Regions from separate parts of the Mus musculus genome. Here all the other regions are linked to region 2. Evidence: chromatin contacts called from public promoter capture Hi-C data. All regions are on one chromosome and are shown on one strand. The core of a region is the stretch at or near the end of the contact, and the rest is flanking DNA. Distances in the headings are between cores, read along the strand shown.

Region 1 (2,781 bases), core at 116-2,615, 160 kb before region 2:
TGTCCCCACCATGTCCTGCCAGCCAAGCAGTCCCTCAGGTGCCCAGTATGGGACTCCCATGGGATCTTGCAGGCACATTCCTGCCCACTCTATGAAGAAACTGAGACAAAGACAGTGGGCACCTATGGCAGAGGCTGTAGGATCTGGCACAGACTCAGGCGAGGATGGACAATCTTCACCAATACTGCCAGTGGGTGGGTCACAGCTCCGCTTTCTCCCCCAAGTCCTACCTCAGACCCAAGAAAGGAAGAAAAGTCTTATGAGTCCCAAGGTAACCGAGCTGATGGGTATCAGGTAAGGAGAGCTGAGCAAGCTGGCAGAGTGAGCCAGCCAGGGCAAGTTGGGTGGGTGGAGCACTCACTGGGCTCTGAAGTCCTCAGTTTCTGCATCCCTGTCATGGCTACAGGTTCTGCTTTCTGGATGTTACGACTAGGGTAGAAGGAATGTGCAGACTGAGGGAGAAACCCAAAGACATGAGTCCCCTGGCAGGGTAGATCCTAAGTACTGTAGTACCTTGGAATGATCCTACCCCTGGCTGGAGTTTCTAGGGCTAGGCAAGATTTCCTATATACATGGAGAAAACAGAAGAGTGGTACATGCCTTTGATCCTAGCACTTGCAAGGCACAGGCAGGAGGATCTGTGTGAGTATGAGACCAGCCTGGTCTACATAGTGAGATCTTGTCTCAAAAGACAAAAACCCAAACAAAAACACAAAACAGGAGATGAGGCCCAGAGAAGCCAAGATGATGTCTGATATGTCACAGGATGATAAGAGTAGGGACCTGTCCATGATACCCTGTCAGTCACCCTAAGAGGGCAGTGTCCAGTTCTATTTTATAGAGAGGGAAATTGAGACTCAAAGAGGTTACACTGTGGCTAAGAACATCCCCCAAAGCCTCTCTTCTCCAGAATGGAGAAGTAGCCCTTAGCTCTGCGCAGCATAAGAGGAACCTTCTAGACTCAACTTTCTAAGAAGGATCAGCTGTTGTCCCCACCACTAACACCCAAAGTCCCAAATAAAAAGGGGGATGCTACAGGAGAGGAGTCCAGGAGAGCTTTCCTAGGTTTTTACCCTTCTTGCCTGCAGTGCATTAGCATTCTGGGCTCCTGCCTAGCCTGACCTACTTTGGAGGTTGGTGAAGTACAGAGGGAGGGGGAGGCTGTCAGAGAAGGGGAGGTACCTGGCTTGGGCTTGGAGAAGCAGCCGCCCATGGTGAACGGTGGCCTGGGATCTGGCCTGGCTGGTGGGAGCACGATGGCAGGCTGTCCAGCTGTCCAAGGTCTAGGATGTGCCCTGCAGGACTGGACCCCCTGTGGCCCTCAGAGACGCTAGAGCTGCCATGCCAGCTAGACAGCTTTAGGACCTGCAGGGGAGATGGGAAATTGGGTCCTAGCACTGATGCAGGTCTGGGTAGAGTCAGAGGCATCTTTGAGGAATCCTGGAAGAGTCTTACATGAGGAGGGCAGATCTTGTTTGTAGGGCATCTGTCTCCCTTTGAGGCTTCTAGGCATAGGAACCTCAGATTCCCCTTACTGCATCCTTTGTTGGAGACCCTCTGTGCTCTAATATCTGCTACTGCCCATAAACCTGCGACTACATAGACCTAGCCCTAGATTCCCCTTTTCTAAATCCCACAAGTCTGGAGACTCTGAGACTCTCCATTTCCCTAGATAAGACCACCACGTCTACAGAAAACCCTGACAACCAGAGTCCCCAGAATCCTTCTTCTTCCACTGAGAGTGACAAGGGTCCCAGCCCAGCCTTGGCCACTGCCCTGACTAGCAACCTCTAGTCACCTACCTCTTTCCATGGGAGTCACTGCTCCTTGCTCCCAGCCCAGCAATGGAGAGAGACTACTGGGCCTTGGTCAGCAGGGCACGGAAGGCCAGTGTCCTGGAGGGTCCAGCCCGCCTTCTAGCATGAGTTGTGGCCAGGAGGGGGCTGTGGGTGTGGGGCTAGGCCAAGCCACTGGTCCCCAGGGAAACCCAGCTCTGTGGGGAAAAAAGCGGGCAGCCAGCCCAGGACTGATGGGGTTGGGGGAAGAGGGAAACCAAGCGCACAGCTCTGCCTCTGCCCCATGCCCAGCAGCCCAGCAGCCATAAGTTTCCCCACCCCTCAGGCGGCTGTGCAGTGCTGAAGAAGATAGAAAGACTGGGGTCCAAGGTCTCACCAAGGTCAAGCAGCAGTTAGGGGCATCTGTGTGGTCTTCCCCACTCCTCACCCTAATAAATCCTAAGATAAGCAAGGCCTTGGGACGTGCTCAGGTCACTCTAAGGCTCCAAACGGGAGAGCAAGACTACCTGGTAAACAGATCACTGTGGCCATTGTGTCCTTGTGGCCATAGGTGGGCCTTCTAGAAGATGTGGACTTTGGAAGGCTCAAGACAAAGGTGTAACTACCCTGTTTACAACTGATCTGTCCAAATTCTACCCAACAGTCGGCTCTGGGTCACCTGGAAATTCTTCCTGAAGCCTGCACTGAACCGTGCTGGGAGTCACTAGGTTAGCCCAGTCCCCATGTCAAGAAGGAAATACAGAATGGGAAAGGACCAGCCACTGCTAGCTTCTGACCTTCGAAGCAAATTACAGGTGAGGAACCCAAGGCCCTTGTCGGGGCAAGAGGAGACAACTCAAGGGATAAAACTCAGTTGCTAACTGCCCCTCTAGCTCCCTTCCTGGGAACCAGAGAACCCTTTCAGAGGTCCTGGTTTCACCCATGTCTCAGCGTTGCCCACCTCTTTCCGGTCTGGTTTCAGCCCTCACCTGTTGGGGCTGAGATC
Region 2 (2,700 bases), core at 20-2,519:
GAAGGTATGTCCAAAAGCCATAAGCCATAATTTTCATTATTCTCTTCTTAGAGAAAGGAAAAAATGTAGTTATTTTATGCATTGAAAATTAACGATCTGACAGATAAATCTTTCTATATTGCTCATCAGTTTCATTAAAAAAAAATTAAGGCATTTAAAAATACCTGTAAGTTGTGTATGCGTTCAAATTGCTGTCTTTGAATTAAAGTGCTATAATTTTAAGATATTCATCAAAATTTTGTTTTCATGGGAACATCATATAGTGTATTCTTGAGAGTTGCATGGATTGGAGTTGGCCTTTTTGTATATGTGTCATAAAGAACACCATTTCCTACTGTGATCTCTCCAGATCCAAACAGAACAAGCAAGAAGGGAAACCTTTTTATGTTAAAATAACTTCAAACTTACAGAAGAATTGAAAGAATAGAGTAGCAGAGCAGCCACTGTGTTCCCTTTACTGTTGTGTGCGTGTGTGGTGTGATGTGGTGTGTGTGTGTCACGGTGTGGTATGTGTGTGTGTGGTGTGTGTATGTGTGTGGTGTGGTGTGGTGTGTGTGTGTGGTATGGTATGTGGTGTGGTATGATATGTGTGTGGTGTGGTGTGGTATGGTGTGGTATATGTGTGGGGTGTGTTGGTGTGTGTGTCGTGTGGTATGGTGTATGTGCGTGTGTATGTGTGGTGTGTGTGTATGATGTGATGTGGTGCACATGGGGGGGTACATGTATATGTATCAACATATGTACACGTTTTCTGGGCATTTTGAGGTTAGATCTCTTACATTCCTCTAACCTTTAATAGTAATGCTTAGGTGGAAACTTCCTCTAGAACAAGAATATTCTCATTCTTAATCACTAGACAATTATCTAATTTGAAAAGAAATTGATTTTGTGCCCTAGGGTGATAGATACCCAGGGGCTACAAGTGCTGGAATTTCAATCTTGTGCTGCCATGCCCAGTTTCCAGTATAAAGTATCAAAGGTATAATAATCTTGTCTCTTAAAATTCAAATTCCATTTTTGTCAGTTGTACCAATATTAATATTAAACTAAACATTAAACTAAATTTTAAAGAATATTAAACTAAATTTTAAAAATAACATATTCTTTTCTCAATAAAGGAACCAATTGTTTAGCTCTAAGCATTAAAAATAAAAATTTATAATTGGCAAAAAATGTTAGAAACCAAACTTACCTCTGTACCTCTGAGCAGTGGTGTGGCAGAGATGAGACCAGAGAAGGTCAGCAGCAGGTTTCAATGTGAACTTTGGTGCTGGGCTGTTGTGTGTTTTCCAAAGCAAATATGTCCTAACTCAAACACCACTCAAGTAGCTTTGTCAGCAGAACCCTTTCAGCTCACTTTGATCACTTAGGGACAAGCTACTTCCAAACTACAGTTCTGTGTGGCTGCTGTGTGGCTGTTGAGTGTTCCTATCTGTGTCAGCACGTCTGCACCATCTTGTTCAGCACATCTCGCTGAAGTTATGCATACCTGAGGCACTGTTCAGTGTCCTGGGAGCCATGTCTTCCCCTGCTGGGTCTCCGTCTGTGTGAAGGCTGCTACACAATAGATGGAGTTACCTTAAGTTCACGGGAAGCTTTTTCCTCACTGAAAGGGGAAGGGGAAAGTTAAGGTTGGTGACTTAGGAAATGCATAAATTGGTGTAGACCTTTGGAGTTGTTTGTTTGTTTGTTTGTTTTCAAGACGGGTTTCTCAGTGTAGCCCTGGCTGTCACTATGTAGACCAGACTGGCTTTGAACTCACAAGAGATCTGCCTGTCTCTGCCTCCTGAGTGTTGAAATTGAAGGCATGTACCACTATGTCTTGCCCTCAAAAACTTTTAAAATGTTGTTTTTACTGTCATTCCTCAGCATATAGTTACCAAATTAATATATCTTTGGATTATATTGTACTAAGTTGTATCTGTGTGAGAGTGTATATATGTGTCTTTGTGCGTGTGTGTGTCTGAAAGAGAATGTGTGTGTGAGAGAGTGTGTGTGTGTTTGTATGAGAGAGTGTGTGTGCATGTATGTGTGTATAAGTGAGAGAGAGGGAGGGAGAGAATGTGTGTGTGTGTGTGTGTGTGTGTGTGTGTGTGTGTGTGTGTGTGTGTGTGTGTTAACTCCACATACATCTCTACCAGGAGCAGCATCGAGTTGCTCAGAGAGACTCTCCAGTCTATTAGGGACTGCTTTGCAGCTTCAGCCCTAGCAGGCTCTGAGCCCTTGGTACTTAAATGCTGTTTCTCTTTGGTGCATCTTCCTTGCAGAGCAGTATGTGGGTGTCACTTGGATGTCACTTTTCTGTCTTAGGAAACCATATTGAGCACCTTGACTGAAACTATAGTTAGCATTCTCTCCTGTAAAGAAAAAATGCTGGATGTGGTATGTTAGGTACTTTTGCTGTGGTATGTTACAGGAGAAAGGGTTAATAGGACTTAAGTTTGCAGAGGGTTAGAGTCTGTGATGGTAGAGTGAAGGCATGACCACAGGAACTTCAAGAGTTCACATGAACTACAAGCAGGAGGCAAGGGCACACTGGGAGTGGGCCAAGTCTTTTGAAATGTCAAACACCACCCAAAATACACACCTCCTAGTCCTTGACAAACAGTTCCACAGCTAGGGACCAAGTTTTCACACATATGAGCCTCTTATTCAGACACCACAGATGACTCAAACTACTGCTCTGGCAGAGTACTCAGG
Region 3 (2,700 bases), core at 22-2,521, 180 kb after region 2:
GGCCCGCGCCAGTGACCCCAAGACTCGGTGAGCTGACATATGCCGGCCACAAGTGCTCAGGCCCACAAAGGCATCGGTCCACCTGTGAGTGCCAGGATATCAGAGGTGTTGCCTCAAGGACCGGTCGGGATAGGCAGAGGGTGGAGCAGGACAGTAGGTCAACTCCTAACTTTTTTTTTTTTTTTGGTTGAGAAAAACCAACCAAAACTGGGATCTTTGGGGACGTGGCAGGGTTGGATGTAGTTGGGAAGGCTGATGCTCACCGCAGGCCGTGGCGAGAGAAGGGGCCAATTGCGGCCCGGGCATCGCGCTCCACCGTGCAGGCGAAGGCGCGCGCTGGCGCTTCGAGCCACGCGCAGCTGCCCACGCCACGTTCTGCCGGCAGCCGTGTGAAGCGGACCCCGTACGCCTGCAGCGCCTCGGCGAACACCTGACACACGCCTGCTTGGAGGGGTGGGCGCAGAGGGGAGTCTCCATCGACCTCCCATCAACCCAGGAAAGAAGCCCCACCCCCCGCCCTGGGAGTATCAAGCCGCGTACCTGGAAGCACATGCACGTGCTGGTGACCGTCCACGTGCGTGGGGGACCTGCCCAGCAACTCCCGGAAGCGGCTGAGTTGAGCTTCTAGTTCCTCCCGCACCTGAAGGGAGGGGCACAGATACTATGAGCTTCGGGAAGCAGCCACAAAACTAGGAGCTCCGTCTGGTGCCACGATGCGACTGCTCCAGCCTTTGAACTAGAGAGTATACCCAGCATCCGCTTTTGACCCAACGACTTCCATGATACCCTCTGGGCTGAGATTTGAAGATCAAGATGAGTATTCCCCTGCAGCCACGTCTCCGCACCTGGGGCAAAGCAACGTCTCCAGCCGCTAAAGCCTCCCGAAATCCCATCTTGCCGAGAAAGAAGCCTTCGGGGCTGAGGAGCGACGAGGCGTTGTGGCGGGCCGGGCCCACCGGACGGCCCTCAGACAGGTTGGCGTGAAGACCCGTGGGAATGCTGTGCCTACGGGCAGAGCGCGAGAGCGATCACCGGCTGCCACCAAGTGGGAGCCCCTAAACCAGCCGGGTCCTGTAGGGGACCGCCCTCACCTGCGGGCCAGCTCGGCCGCACTCTCTGCGGCTGTGCCGTTAACCAGCAGTGACACGCTGGTCACAGTTCCTGCCAGGAAGGCCTCTACGATGCCCTCATCGCGCCGCGGGCAATAACCAAAGTCATCAGCGGTGACAACCAGCCGCACGCGGGGAAAAGCCATGGCTGCCAAACCCTGGCTGGAGAGCAGAGGGAATAGGTTGGAGCATCCAGACCCCGCCCTCGAACGCTGCCGAGGCCCCACCCCGACGCACACGCCTAAATGCGGCTGCAAGCCGCCATTGTTCTCGCCACCTAGAGGTCTCTGAATGTCCTGCTAACGCTCTGCAAATTTTATTTTTTTGTTCGTGTGTGTGTGTGTGTGTGTGTGTGTGTGTGTGTGTTTATGTATATATACATATGTATGTATATACGTGTATACACGTGTGTGTGTATATATAGTATATATATACATACATAAATACACACACACACATATATGTGTTTATACTTATGTATATATACATGTATATATACATATGTATGTATATACGTGTATACACGTGTGTGTGTATATATAGTATATATATATACATACATAAATACACACACATATATATGTGTGTTTATACTTATGTATATATACATGTATATATACATATGTATGTATATATGTGTATACACGTGTGTGTATATATATAGTATATATAAACACACACATATATATGTATATACGTGTATACACGTGTATATATATATATATGTATATATATATACATACATAAATACACACACGCATATGTGTGTGTGTGTGCGCGTGTGTGCATGCGCGCCTGGTTTTGATCCACAATGTGAACGCATACTGGTAACCGAACTTCAGTCCTTTGCAAGAACTGTAAGCTTTCCTAACCACTGAGTTCTCTAGCTCATTTTTTTATTTTTGAACTGTAATTTTTTTTAATGTCGAAAAGGAGAAATATATTCAAGAGAAATTCCCCTTGCTCTTCTCAGTGTTTATCATTACTAAGTTTCTGGGCAGTATATTGTCCTTCCATTATTTTCTCTGAGAAAAAAACCAGCCACCTACCTTTCTCCATCACTCAATGATGATGCCAAGTTATTTCATTCTTGTAATGCTGCTCTTCTTTGTTTCAGTCTGTTCCTCACTGATTCTCCCAAGGGGAGGCTTTTTCTTAGCAAAAGCTCTAAACAACAAGAAAACTGGCAGATTTACTCAAGAAAGCACTAGTTCACTTTCACCTTGAGCTTAAGGCAATGCTTACATCCGTCACCTCACTTTTGGACTTTGTCCAGTAAGCTTCCTTATCCATGACTTACCTATAATCACCATGGTGACATGGTAATGTGGCTGTCTTGATACTGTTTTGAAACAGTCTTATGTATACCAGGCTGACCTCACTATTCATTCAGCTGAGGCTAGCCTTGAACGTCTGATCCTAGAGCTTCCACCTGTCCAGTGCTGGAGCTACAGGTATGTGCTACCACGCCTGGTTTTTGTGGCACAGGAAATTAAACCAAAGACTTCATGCATGTTAGGCAAGCATTCTGCCAACTGAGAAGCATTCATTATAGGATGTCTGTTTCTTGATTCAAGCCCATGATATTGGT

The links. Capture Hi-C pulls out chosen DNA fragments and counts their contacts.
Region 1: a promoter capture Hi-C map of adipose tissue shows a contact between it and region 2. The contact joins the promoter of Aifm3 here to the promoter of Serpind1 in region 2. A contact is called at or near these places in 8 of 39 promoter capture datasets (the C10 cell line, the HPC-7 cell line, embryonic stem cells and 4 more), 1 of 115 datasets of contacts at active chromatin or transcription factors (embryonic stem cells) and 3 of 9 other capture datasets (adipose tissue, liver and pancreatic islet).
Region 3: a promoter capture Hi-C map of adipose tissue shows a contact between it and region 2. The contact joins the promoter of Ydjc here to the promoter of Serpind1 in region 2. A contact is called at or near these places in 9 of 39 promoter capture datasets (the C10 cell line, the HPC-7 cell line, cranial neural crest and 5 more), 2 of 115 datasets of contacts at active chromatin or transcription factors (the 230-238 cell line and embryonic stem cells) and 2 of 9 other capture datasets (adipose tissue and liver).

The regions. Positions count from the first base shown.
Region 1 is chr16:17,490,505-17,493,285 of GRCm38.p6, reverse strand. It overlaps Aifm3 (apoptosis-inducing factor, mitochondrion-associated 3), which reads right to left and starts at 1,365. Exons shown (of 20, transcript NM_001291070.1): 1 at 1,183-1,365. The coding sequence starts at 1,213.
Region 2 is chr16:17,329,940-17,332,639 of GRCm38.p6, reverse strand. Serpind1 (serine (or cysteine) peptidase inhibitor, clade D, member 1) reads right to left here and starts at 1,269. Exons shown (of 5, transcript NM_008223.4): 1 at 1,193-1,269. The region is part of intron 19 of Pi4ka (phosphatidylinositol 4-kinase alpha); the gene reads left to right.
Region 3 is chr16:17,145,538-17,148,237 of GRCm38.p6, reverse strand. It overlaps Ydjc (YdjC homolog (bacterial)), which reads right to left and starts at 1,271. Exons shown (of 5, transcript NM_026940.4): 1 at 1,092-1,271; 2 at 846-1,005; 3 at 541-640; 4 at 264-441; 5 at 1-82. The coding sequence starts at 1,255. LOC115488656 (a long non-coding RNA gene) reads right to left here. Exons shown (of 3, transcript XR_003951945.1): 3 at 2,214-2,276. It also overlaps a transcript of Ccdc116 not described here.